Regions from separate parts of the Mus musculus genome. Here region 1 is linked to region 2. The links are chromatin contacts, called in public HiChIP or PLAC-seq maps. All regions are on one chromosome and are shown on one strand. Each heading gives the region's core, a stretch centred on a gene start, on an enhancer-like site or on the middle of the called end of the contact. The rest is flanking DNA. Distances are from core to core; before and after follow the strand shown. Region 1 overlaps Uts2 (urotensin 2). Region 2 overlaps Rere (arginine glutamic acid dipeptide (RE) repeats).

Region 1 (6,910 bases), core at 3,860-6,359, 420 kb before region 2:
GATGCTCATTCAGGAAGATGACCTTGGATGTTCAGATCATCATTAAATAGGGAAGATTTTCAGGCTTTTTCTTCTCACATACATCTTTTCCTTTGTTCCCTCCACTGCATCCGTTATATACCGTTACCTGGTCTTCAGGATTTTAGTTCTCACTTCTTCCAGCCTTGCCTTTATTCCTCCAGGGAGCTTTATCTCAGTTTTGTCTTTCACAGGGTTAGAAGGCTTTGGTGGCTTTCTCTGTAGGTGTCCTCTCAGTTCACTGATGCTTATGTTTGCTCGTCTATTCCTCCTCTCCACTTTCTGTCCTCGCTTTCTATCCTTGTGATAGACGCACCAGAAGCACTCAGAAGGGATGTTTCACCTCACAGGGAAAGTCAGAGCAGGAACAGAAGCGGAGGCCGTGGAGAGGGCCAGCTCACTGGTTTGCTCCCCATAGCTTGCTCAGTCTGCTTTCTTATAGCACCCAGGGCCACCAGCCTGGAGGTGACACAGCCCACAGTGAGTGGGGCCTTCCCACATCCCTCATGAGTCATGAGACTGCACCACAGACCTGACCACAGGCCAGTATGATGGAGGCAGTCTCTCAGTTGAGGTTCTCTCATCCCAGACATGCCTGGGTTTGTGTCTGTCACGTTTACAAAAACCAACCAGTAAATCTTCCCTCGGCTCAGCCTGTTCCTTACTTTTAAACTCTTCGATTGGCATTAACGTCAAATAACACGCTTGCCTTTGGTCTCTTTTGGAGAGCTGTGTCGCCTGTGAAGACAGAGGTTCAGTGGGTGACACTGCAGAGGTCCTGGAACAGCACCCAGCAGAAGACACCAGTTGAGCAGCTGTAAAGATGTCACACCCCCTCCAGGTCACGTGGGACACAGAGCCGTGCGTTACCTCACCACAGTCTAACTCTGAAACGCCAGTCATTGACATTAAGGTCTTCCCTGGCTTTGTTCTGGTTTGGTTTTGGTGGCGCTGGGGATCAAACCCAGGGCCTCACATCCACTAGGCTGGCACTCTCCACTGCTGACCTGTCTCCCCAGGTCTCCCTTCTTGGTTTTCCCAAAACATGAGCAGACGTTGGCTCTTGTTCATGATAGTAAAACAGTCAACAAGACGTCTTCTCTAACTCATCTGTCACCTGAAGACATTGGGCTGTGTCTGACAGCAGATTTCAGAGGTCACCCTGAGTAAGTTACAGTTGGAACGAGTCGCAGGCCTTCGTCTCGTTTGCTTTTTTATGTTGTTACAAGATCACTTTCCCACTAGAATACTTGAAGAACTTCTGTCTGTAGGTTGTGTGTTTCTCACGGGGTGTCCGTGAACTTACCACATTGATCTAGGTTTTGTACAGCATGGTGCTTCTCTTCCTGATGGTAAGACATTCCAGCTTTCTCTCAGAGCGTCAGAGCGCATCATTCCCCAGGAACTGTGGGACTCGTGGCTTTGGTTGTTTGACCCCATTCTCGTCCATGAAGTTCCTGTGGCAGCTGCCTTTCACAGGGGCTCTTTCCTTAAGATCTGTCAGCTAGCCAGGACTTACTCCTTGGATGACTGAAGTTAAGCCTTGCATGGCAAAAAGCTTCTTACCCAAACAATAGTGTTTTCAACAGTTTTAAATATTACGTTAATGTTATCATGGAGATGTGTGTGCCCCGGCTCACCAAAACAAACAGTTAACCTTTCCTTTTCACCAAACGACACGATGACGACCAGCGGTCTGCCTTTTGTTTGCCCTTGAAGAGGGGTAAGAGTTTGGGAGACTACACTTAAGGGAGCTCGGGGACCCCAGCTCGGTGACAGCAGAGTCCCATGAGTCCACGCTCTCCAGGCAGTTTCTGCCTCAGAAGTGAGTGTGATTGTTCACGCGTCTGTCCTCTCACTGTCTGGTGCTCTGGTTTAAAGAAGCCCAAAGTTCCTTCTTGAACTCGAGATGGCAGTGGAGCCACCCGTGCAGGTCAGGAAGGAACTGACGGGGAGGAGGTTTACAGTGGCCTTTTCCTGCTTCACTTCCTGCAGTCCAACTTACTTCTCTTTCTTTTCTTTTTCTTTTTCTTTCTTCTTTTTTTTTTTTTTTTTTTTTTTTGGCTGTTGTTTTTGCTTTGTTTTAGGAACACTTTGTTCTCCTCTGACAGTTTATAGCTATTGATAACTGTATTGTCATTGTGGTCAGGAGACTGTCATAGAGGCCGCTGTACCCAGTGCTCCCAACTCTGTGGCTCAGACTTCTTTTCTAAAATAGTGCTTTTTCTGGACCGCAGTTCTATTGGAAGGTGTCAGAAACATTTTAAGATGCTGCCTGTGACATTTCTTGGAGCTTTCTGGTATTGAGCAGTTCCTGACACGTGTTCCTGCTGTGTGAACAGAGAGACTTCTCAGAACCTAGTCCATCCTGGTAGTGAAGTGATTTGGGAGGCCTGCGTTTGTCAGGTTGGCCTTCTCTAGCGAAGCTACCAGGATCCTTCTGCGTTTCTGTACATACAGCAGACCTGATGGTCTCTGGTTCCTGCTGGTTCTGGATCCCCGTTTTCTCTGCAGTTCCTTATTTCCTTGCCTTTGTCCACACCTTATGGAGTCTGTATTATGCCAGGCTTGATTTGAAAATGGTGCTGTAGTCAGGTCTGTAAAGTCCTTTACCACGTCTCACCTCTGCTAGGATGCCATCAGTACACCGGCAATCTCTGCTGCTGTGGGCTGGTCCAGCAGAGCCTGCTGCCCCCCATGGGGGTCATACCCAGTGGAAACTCAAGCTCACTGACTTGTGTATTAATAACTAGAGAATTGGTAAGAAAAGTGTGTGTTGTAGACTTGAATGTCTACATAAATATTCCCCCCAAAGCTTTATTTTCTTGGGTCAGAGGTCAAAATTTATGAAAATAGGATGTGTAAATAAATGGATTAAATAAAATATTATAATTCACAAGGTGGCAAACTTTAACCAAATTGGCAATTTGTTCATAATTAACTGTGAATTTGCTTGTACTTAGTGGACATTTATCTTTTCATTGGGTATCTTTTTGAGTAAAAACAATAAACAGTATATGTGTTCAAGTGGAGAATGCTCTTCATTGTGTAATCGAGCCTTGAGCACACTTGGTGTCAGCCAGAGACACTTGCTTGCTGCGGTCCCTGAAGGCCCCGTGCTGGGTCCACATCACCACACTCACAACTGTTTGCCGTGTAAGCTCGTCTCTGTTCCCACTCTGGAGGACAGGCATCTGCCACTGTGTTCAGTCTCCATTCTAGCCCTGAGAGTTTACTGAGCCCTGGATGTCTATACCTGTAAGCATATGGATAATGCTATCATTTATGCCAGTGAAGCGGAATTATCAAAATTACCCTGAAGCTTCTGTAGGACGGCCGGCCTTGTGTTTCACAAACTCTGAGTGACTTGGAGCAAAGTCAGACATCAGAATCTGGAGCCTGATCCCAGCCAGCAAGTCTCAGGCCTGCCCAGTGGTGCCTTCCTCTCATGCCAGCACCTAGGGCCACAGAGCCCAGGATTTACAGTTTCTGCCTCCAGTGTAAGTACTCTATAGAAAGTCTCTCGTCCCAGCCTCACAAGAGCCCGTGGAGGCTGCAGAGTCGACAGAGGACTCAGCTCCAGTGACTGGGCTTAGCAGTCTGTCCTAAGATAATCGCCCCAAATCATTACGCCTAGTGACGGTTTTGTAGATTATGCTAGTACACTAGAAACCCATTTAGGCTTCTTGGGATTGCCAAAAGGGAGAGAGAGCTAGTTTGATTCTGACACTAAGGAGCCACGAGCCTCATAGGCAGATCTGACAGCTGAATGCTTGAATCTGCACACCTGCTTTCCCTACTGAGCTGTTGCTGTCGTGTCTAAATTAGAACATCTTTGTCACAGTTACTTGAAGGCACTGGTGATGTTTGGGGACAAGGGAGAGTGAGGTTTACACAGTGCCTCATGGTTGGCACAGACCTGATGCTCACCTGCAAACTTTCTCATACAGGAACGTTGCTTCTGTGAGAGACTTAGTGCTTCCAGCCTGTGGCTCTGTGGTCAGTCACGGCCTGTGGCACCCAGACAAAGTGTCTGGTCATCTACAGACTGCCACAGTTGTGCATGAAATGCTGGTCTACTTGGGTATTTGTGGGCCTTAAAGATGAATAACCCGCCGATCCCATTCCACAGCCTGAATCCTGGTGTCAGCTCTAAGAACACTAAGTATTTTGCTTTTGTTAGCTGAAGGGAAGTGAGTTTCCAGCACTCAAAGCGAGTCATCTGGACACTGAAGCTCGCTCACAGAGGTTGAGAGCAGGGAAGTTTTCAAGTGCTTGAGCCTGCTGAGAGCAAGGGTGTGAACACACAAGCTTGCCCCCAAGAAACAGTTCAGAGCATCCCCAGGCCCCGCCCGCCACTGCCTTTACATTAGAGCTTTTCAAACTAGCGAATGCTTGCCTCAGGAGCGAGCGAAGCTCTGCGTTCCAGCCTCTGCACCACCAACCGGCACTGGATACGGTGACATCCACTTGCACACCCAGCACTCAGGAAGTAGTGGGGCAGGAGAATCAGGAGTTCAGGGCTGGTGCTGGATACATGAGGTCCTATCTCTCCAATCACACCCCAAAGCAATGTACATATTCACCTTTTAGGGCTTGAGAAAATGTCAAGAAAGTAATTTATTTTTAAATAATTTCTGACTTTATGCCTTTTCTTCCTCCTCTGAGCTGTGTGCTCTTTACTTAAGTGGTTTTCTCCCCCTTTTTGCAAAGCCCAGGATGGAGCAGAGTTCAGAGTTCATATAGCTAGGCAGGCTCTCTGCCGCCGAGCTACCTCCAGCCCAACTCGTACATTTCCAAGATAAATGGGGGCAAAGGTGGGCTGTCGATTTTTCAGGGTGTATACGCAAAGTAAACTAAACTGTGTGCGATAACTTGAGAAACATAGAGGATTTATTTCTCATAATGAAGAACAAGGCGTCGTTAGCGTGATTTTGCTTCAAGCATCTGCTCTGCCCGTTTCCTGAAGCAATGGTTCTGAGAGACCAACGGGCGCTTGTGTCTCCTCAAATGCAGTATTTCCAGAAGCACTCTGGGGCAGCCCCGTGTTGCTTATGTTGTTTCCTGGTTCTTGCCAAGAGACGACTCAGTACAGTGTTAGAATTTTGCCCAGCGAAAGCCTGAAACCACAAGACCAGAACAATAGATAAACAGCCCCGAGTCAGAGTCCTTTCTGGGGACTCCTCGGGCTGGGTCTCTGGAGCTCTCGTCCAGTCAGCTTAACTCTGCGGTTGCCTTGAGCTCCCCTAACCTCTCTGTGCCAGGCTTCTGTTGGGGTTCTAGACACTTGCCTTCTGTGTAACATAGATCCTAGCTGTCAAAATTGGCTTGTTTTAAAGGTTGATCCATGTTTTCTTGTGATTCTAGAATACAGTAGGCACATCCTCCATTTACAGTTTGAGACCCTAGGGATAATCCTTGTACTGGATAGTTTTCTGTCAATGACACAAACTAGAGTCACCAGTCAGGAAGGAGCCTCAACTGAGAAAATGCTCCCATAAGATCTGTCTGCAGGCAAGCCTCTAGGGCATTTTCTTAGCAATTGATGGGGAGGGCGCAGCCCATTGTGGATGGTACTGTCCCTGGGATGGTGGTCCTGGGTTGTATAAGAAAACAGGGTGAGCAAACCATGGGAAGCAAGCCAGTAAGCAGACCCCTCCATGGTCTCTGTATCAGCTCCTGCCTCCGGGTCCTTGCCCTGTGTGAGTCCTGCTCTGACTTCCTTCATTGATGAGCAGTGATGTGGAAGTGTAAGCCAAATAAATCCTTTCCTGCCCGGTTGCTTTGGTCCTGGTGTTTCGTCACAGCAGTAGTAACCCCGCCTGAGACTGTCCTACTGTTCAGAAGGATGTAAACCTCTGAGTGATGACTTTCCCCCAGCTGCACACGGAAGCCACACTTAGTCCCCTCAGGGCTTCAGGTAGTGCTCCCTGTCTCTAGGATCCCCTGTCACAGTGATGGCTACCAGGATGCCAGTGGCGATTCCAGCCACAGAGGTGTCTCTGGTCCAGCCTTTGCAACCCTTTTCATCCTGGGGAGGCGAGCACAGCATCCTTCGACCCTTCCCACGCTGCCTGGTGGGTGCCCCAAGCTGACTAATCTATCACTGGTCCCCTGCAGAGCTGTTGAATTGCAGGTGTGACTAGCAGGGAGGGGTGGAGTCTGAGCATTTCTTACCAGCTTCCTAGGGATGGCACTGCCAATGGGGCCATGTGGCAAGACAGTGGATGGCAAGCCTGGCAGCAGCCTGACCTGCTGCTCCTTTCTCTTGCATCCTACTGCAGTATACCCAGAACAGGCGCTTGTTACATTCTTGTTACAATTTACCCAGAGTAGGCATCTGTTACATTCTTGTTACAGTTACAAATTCTGTGAATTTTAGAAAAATTCTGCCTCATAAGAACACTGGCCAATTATTTTACGGTGTGATTCCTTAGAACACTCTTGGGTCGTGAATTATGAGAAGTTCCGTTTCTCTCTCTCAAAGGCCAGAGCGTCTTACCTTCCTCATGCTTCCCCGTGGAGTGGGAGTCTCAGTGCTGGGACCTGGAAAACAGTTTGACACCTTCTCATTAGATCTGCCGCTGTGTTTTCTCTTCCTTTTTCCTTGTTTAAGCAGGGACTCACTATATAGACCAGGCTGGCCTCCCAGAAAACCACCTGTGCCATTTGCCACCACACCCGCCAGTTATGCTTATTGCAAAACATACAGAATCTGGGATCCCAAGGCTGGGAGATGACTCGTGGTGCACAGGCTGAAGGACCAAAGTTGAGATCCCCAGAACCCAGGTAAAAGCTGGGGGGGCATAGAGGCCACCTTGGCCCCTTAAGCACTCAGATCATAGAGACAGGATCCCTGGGCTAGGTAAACAGCTGGATTAAGGCGCTCCAG
Region 2 (6,427 bases), core at 1,226-3,725:
TGGCAGCGCACATCTTTGATCCCAGCACTCAGGAAGCAGAGGCAGGAAGGTGTTATCTCTGAGTTCCAGACCAGCCTGGTCTATAGAGCTAGTTCCAAGACAGCTGGATACACAGAGAAGCCCTGTCTCAGGGGTGGGGGATGCTTTTACCAGATATTCTGTCCAAGCAAGACAAGTAGCTAACAGAAAAGGTTAGCTTTGACCATGCAGCAAGTCTGAAGCCAGAACTGGCTACATGAGACCCTCTGTCAAGCAAACAATTCCACAAATAAACAATAATAAAACGCTTCCAAATACCTTGTGTCACACTACACACACTTCTTCACAGGTGCCACAGTGTTTAAAGCACTTAATACATAGCCAAGAGGACTGGAGTTCAGATCCTAGCAACCAAGGTAGGCACCTAATGAACACATGTAACCCTAACTCTGAGGGGAGTGGAGGAGACATGAATATTACCTGTGGTTTTCTGGCTTCTAGAATACGTGAGACAATGAGAGCTCCAGATTCAGGTAGAGACCCTGCCTCAAAAGAACAGAAGAGGGACAGAGCACACTGAACCCTCTCTGCTGGCTTCTATATGTGCAGGTGCTGGTACAGGTCCAGGTACCCCATGTGCATAGACTCAGGCAGGCAGACATGCATGCATGTGCAAACTAACACCCCGCCCCCCCAGCAATACAAAGGTCTTTTCTGACTTCCATATGCACACATTGGCATGAGCATGCATGTGCATGCTCATACACAATGACTAAATGAAGGAATGAATACGGAGGGAAGCACTCTCAGGAATAGTTTGTGTGAAAAGCCTTTCTCTACATGTCCATAACCCCAAGCAAGCAGAAGGAATTTGAATAGTAGTAGAATTACATAGGGCTTAGCCAGACATTTTAAATCATTCTATTACATCCACAAAGATGTTTGTACATGTGTGAAAAACAAGAAACTATTGCAGCTAGAGAAGTTGACATTTCCACTCCACTTATTCAAACAGTCTTTAGAAAACTAAGAGGCAATAATCAGAATTCATAGGTTTTTGGGAGAAGTGGTGAGAAGAACTAGCCCCACCTATCTTCCAAAGCTCCATCAAAACCACAAATTTAAAAACAAAAGTCCAATGCACAGTCTTTAACCCTAGTACTCAGGAGGAGGCAGAGGTAGGCACACCTCTAAGTGAGTTCCAGGATAGTCAGGACTGTACAGAGAAACCCTGTCTTGGAAAAAACAAAACAAAACAACAAAATCCTCCCAAACCCTCACCTCAAAATCTCTACCATCCAAAGAAGCTCTGGCTGGAGCGGGAAACTAATGCATACACGGGCAGTCAGCTGGCACTACAGAGTGTAGGTGCAGATTCAGTCACCTTGGGGAACCTGAGGAAACCGTATTTGGCAGAGACTCCTTCTGTGGCCAATTTCTGTTTGGTGATTTGGATCTTCTATAGACTTGAGGACCACAGAGCAGTGCTGGTCATTACAGAATTTTGTCTTCAAACAACTCAGTTCTGACAGGCTAGTCTGGAAGGAAGTGGGGCCACTGTTTTCCCAAGAGACTGAGACTCTACAACATGAATCAAACAAGTTTTTATCATAATGCCCTCTGCTAGCTTACAGGCCAGTGTCCCCAGATCATTCGGATACAAAGGGATTGCACAGATTTACATGAGACTTCATCCCTGTGTGCTGGCCAAAGAATCCTACAGTAAGTCAGGAATTATAGGAGTAAAATCTCACTTTCTTTCTATGAAAAGTAAACACTGCCTAAAAACCGAGCAAGCACCCAGCACTGAGGCTGCACGGTGTATGTAAGGGCCACCTTAAGACCTGCCTGATGTTCCCTGTGTTCATATCTACTATCTTGGCTCTCACCCTCCAGTGAGTTGGGAGGACTGGGAAAATGCTGTCTGAAGGGTTCTCTGTTGCTAGGATGAAAAGAGCTATAAATATGAGGTCAAAGCAATATTAAAAAAAAAATTCTAAAGCTTCAACCACTTTTTTCTTTTGAAATGGAGAGCCACAGAAGATCAAAGGAGCACCGCTGTTTGCTCAATGCTGCTCTGGGAGCCTCCGCCCTGCACCAGGCAGAGTCGCAGAGGTTGGACAGCATGATTTTAAACTTAACAGAATCTCAAGACCAGCTGTACAGCCTCACATGGAGGCCTATACCAATAACCCTAGCACTCAAGAAGCAGGAAAATGGAGTTAGAGGTCAGCCTAGGCCACACAGCCAGAGTGTGTCACAATTTTAAAAAGAAACAGAGAGAGCATGTTGTACATGGAACATGCTCTCTCCTGGAACCCCTGAGCAAAAGCAGCAAAGGAGACCGACACAGCTTCCACACAGCTCGTCGCCTCCCGCACTCAAAAGCACACGGCAGCCAAGGAAGAAAACATCACGTTGCAAAGACATGCTTTGCCTTGCTTCCTCTGCCAGGCACAAGGCGTCCACGAGGCCTCAGCAGCTTGCACAACACCATGCTTAACCCTGGCTCAATCAGCCTCCTCAGCCATGAGGAGCAGGCGGGGCAAGGGGAGCAGGGTTAAACTTACTGGAAACAAACTTAATCAAAGCCGAGCAGTAACAAAGGGCACCAGAGACATTTCTACTGTATCGCATCCCACAGGCTGGCCACAAGCCCAGAATTTTTATTACAATTTTTCAAAGGGTGGGAGAAAAGGAGGAAAAATGTTTCAAAAAAGCCATATCAAGGCCCCAACCCAGGATGCCCTGCCATACAACCAAAAGCCTGTGAGAGGCTAGCTTTTCAGGGAGTCAGAACCCAGCATGTGGAACCTGGCAAGCCTTTTATAAGGTGGGAGGGGGTCCTTAAAACCACTACTGTTCTGCACTGAAGTCTCCAAGCTTCACAGATCATTACAGGTTTCTGCACCGCAGAGAAAGGAGGGCAGAGGTAAGGAAATGCATCAAAAGCCCCTCTGGGATGCACAAATGCTGCCTACTTGGAACAGGCGTTCAGCACCAATACCCTCAACATTAACAACAGGGAGGACTTTTCAAAATAAAAGCAGAAGAGGCTTGCTCTGTTATGAGCAATACATTTTTGGTTTAAAGGTTACATGTGCTGGAATGAAGTATGGAAGAAAGCAGGTGAACAAAAAGCCAGAAGAACATTGTTTGGGGAGCCCCCCAAACAAGTTAAGAAGCCCTTGCTGATCAGGGGCAGGCTGTCAGGGAGGACAAGGGGACTCCTCCTTGCCATCCTGCCCTAAAATAGTTTCCCACTAATCAGAAAGAAGTCTCTTGTGTTTCTCATGAACCACATGCAAGTGAAGACAAGGGTAAAGAAATCCTGCTATTTTGAAGCAAGGACCTCCCTCCCATTTCTTTTCTTTTCTTTTTTTTTTTTTTTTTTTTTGGTTTTTCGAGACAGGATTTCTCTGTATAGCCCTGGCTGTCCTGGAACTCACTCTGTAGACCAGGCTCTCCCTCCCATTTCTTAGGTGAGTCCCAGCAAGTACAAAACCAAGATGAGCACTGGAGGCAGCCAGGAGCTATGGGACTCCCTGAGGCTTGGCTGTCTTCGGCTCTCTGGTGGATTGTTAACTCCTCCTGTTAACTTAGGACCAGGAACTGACCTGCTCAAAGCACCTCACTGACACATTTCCCAAACAGAACCAAGCCCTGCTGCTGGGAACCATCAACAACGTACCAAGGCGACTGGATCTATGTCCTTCTTAGGCCTCTCAAATACTCAAACATGCAAAAGTCACCATCCTTAACCCTTCCCCCCAATCCAAACCTTATGCATGGGAACAAAGAGGTAACAGCAAAAGCCAAAACTATAGAACTAAAGTATCCCCGAGGAAAGCCTTCATGTGAATGCTGTTCAGAGCAACCTCAGTGGTTTTCCACTCACACTGCAAAAACAAAGGATAAAAAATTCCAGAGACTGTTTGCAAGATAATAAAATAGCATGTGATGGTGACTCACTAACAGATGAAGAGAAGAAAGCCAACAACAGCAGGAAGCTTAGAACTTCACACACCTCCACGGGCACAGCTTGTAGGAGTGTGCGCGTGCACTTGCTCACATATTTGAAAGGCGAGCAGAAAGACGCTACTGGTTTATTCTAGAGCTAAAGACAATATTTTATTCTTGATTGGCACAATAAACTCACTGAGAAAAATAAATCATGGTTTTCAATCCTCTAATCTAGAACACAGAGCCTCTGTGCAAACACTACTAACGTAGGAAGGCCCTCTGTGATAAAGTGAACCCAGGTACTAGTCATAAGCTGTGGGACATAAGTTAAAGGTTCTGGGGGCTGGAGAGATGGCTCAGCGGTTAAGAGCACTGACAGCTCTTCCAAAGGTCCTGAGTTCAAATCCCACAACCACATGATGGCTTACAACCATCCTTAATGACATCTGACGCCCTTTCCAGGTGTGTCTGAATACAGCTACAGTGTACTTAAATATAAAAAAAAAAAATAAACAAGTCTTAAAAAAAAAAGTTATAGGTTCTCTGTCCACTCTACAATGTAGAAGGTGCTGAGTGTCTGTTTTTAATAACCTTAAAGCCAGCAGCTGACCACGCACGGCACAGCACTGCTGACCACGCACGGCACAGCGCTGCTGACCACGCACTGCACAGCGCTGCTGACCACTCACTGCACAGCACTGCTGACCACCCACGGCACAGCGCTGCTGACCACGCACTGCACAGCGCTGCTGACCACGCACTGCACAGCGCTGCTGACCACGCACAGCACAGCGCTGCTGACCACGCACTGCACAGCGCTGCTGACCACGCACAGCACAGCGCTGCTGACCACGCACTGCACAGCGCTGCTGACCACTCACGGCACAGCACTGCTGACCACCCACGGCACAGTGCTGCTGACCACGCACGGCACAGCGCTGCTGACCACGCACTGCACGGTGCTGCTGACCACGCACTGCACGGCGCTGGTGACCACCCACTGCACAGCGCTGCTGACCACCCACTGCACAGCGCTGCTGACCACCCACTGCACAGCGCTGCTGACCAGAAGCTCCTCAGGCTCTCTGCAGCAGACATGAATACTTATGTGTATACACAGAGGAGATCCATAAGAGGAGTAAGTCTTAAGACTGACATTTACCTAAATTTTTCATTTAAAATAAAAATAAAATGAAAGAATACAATACTGCTGAGACAGACAAGCTGGCTGTGAAGACAGCGTGGAAGGTTCCAGAAGCCTGTGGTCCTAGCAAGTCCACAAGGTGGGTTTTTCAAGATGGCTTGGCAAGGAGCTCCCTGAAGACAGGGAGCTCCTTGCCTTGTTTGAACTTTACCAAGTTCCCTTCAACTTCAAACTCTGCCAGCTGTTGTGGTGTATAAATCTCAAAGGCCAATCGTCAGAAATTACAATCCCACACTTCAGGTGGACTCAAGACAGAAACAGAACAATCACATTTCCAAAGTCAAAGGAAAAAAACCAACCAAACAACCAAACAGAAAACAAACAAAACAGAACAAGAAAAGGCCAGAAAAGTGCAACTTTAACTGAAAACTGTTAACACTCCAGGAAGGAGTGTTGCTCAGTGGTTAAGACCATGTCTAGTACATTTCGAGGGCCTGGGATCCATCTTCAGCACTGCCAAAACACCCATAAACAAAACCCAAAAACTAAAAACCAAAAAACAAAAAAAATTTTTTTTAAAAAGAGCTGGGGAGATGGCTGAGTGGTTAAAGTAACTGCCATGCAAGTACAAGGAGCTGAGTTAAAAAATCTCCTAAACTAGTCAGGTTTGAACACCAGACACACCAGAAGAGGGCATTGGATCCCATTACAGATGGTTGTGAGCCACCATGTGGTTGCTGGGAATTGAACTCAAGACCTCTGGAAGAGTAGTTGGTGCTCTTAACCTCTGAGCCATCCCTCCAGCCCCACAAAAATTTAAAATATACTTTATACTTAAAATACACACACACAGCCGGGCGGTGGTGGCGCATGCCTTTAATCCCAGCACTTGGGAGGCAGAGGCAGGTGGATTTCTGAGTTGGAGGCCAGCCTGGTCTACATAGTGAGTTCCAGGACAGCCAGGGCTACACAGAGAAACCCTGTCTCGAAAAACAAACAAACAAACAAACAAAAACAAAACAAAAACAAACAAACAAACAAAAAAAAAAAACCAAGGGAAAAAGAACCCAAAAACCAAACCAAACCAAACCAAAAAACCCAAAACACACACACACAAGCACACACACAGAAAAAAATGTATTTTTCAAACATCAGCAAGCTAAGTTTTCTTTTCCTTAGAAGAAAGGAGAGGGTGGAGACAGTGGAAAGATGGCTCAAGGTTTAAGAGCACTAGCTGCTCTTCCTGAGGGCCTGGGTTCAATTCTCAGTACATAGATGGCAGCACACAGTTGTCTTTAACTCCAGTTCCAGGGGATCTGACACCCTCACACAGACATACAC

What was found. HiChIP or PLAC-seq counts read pairs in DNA pulled down with a chosen protein or histone mark.
Region 1: a FOXA1 HiChIP or PLAC-seq map of pancreatic cancer cells shows a contact between it and region 2. The contact joins two enhancer-like sites. A contact is called at or near these places in 1 of 115 datasets of contacts at active chromatin or transcription factors (pancreatic cancer cells) and 1 of 9 other capture datasets (adipose tissue).

What each region holds. Positions count from the first base shown.
Region 1 is chr4:150,999,795-151,006,704 of GRCm38.p6, reverse strand. Uts2 (urotensin 2) reads right to left here. Exons shown (of 4, transcript NM_011910.2): 3 at 6,521-6,564; 4 at 4,895-5,138. The coding sequence ends at 5,025. Per3 (period circadian clock 3) reads left to right here. Exons shown (of 21, transcript NM_011067.3): 21 at 746-3,050. The coding sequence ends at 829. Among named protein-coding and RNA genes, the nearest start is that of Uts2, 6.2 kb to the right of the region's middle. Within about 2 kb of position 5,109, at least 14 of the 459 cell types and tissues checked have an H3K27ac peak or open chromatin away from gene starts, as enhancers often do. A contact at or near this core is called in pancreatic cancer cells, where this site is marked.
Region 2 is chr4:150,579,654-150,586,080 of GRCm38.p6, reverse strand. The region is part of intron 12 of Rere (arginine glutamic acid dipeptide (RE) repeats); the gene reads right to left. Among named protein-coding and RNA genes, the nearest start is that of Slc45a1, 69 kb to the left of the region's middle. Within about 2 kb of position 2,475, at least 255 of the 459 cell types and tissues checked have an H3K27ac peak or open chromatin away from gene starts, as enhancers often do. A contact at or near this core is called in pancreatic cancer cells, where this site is marked.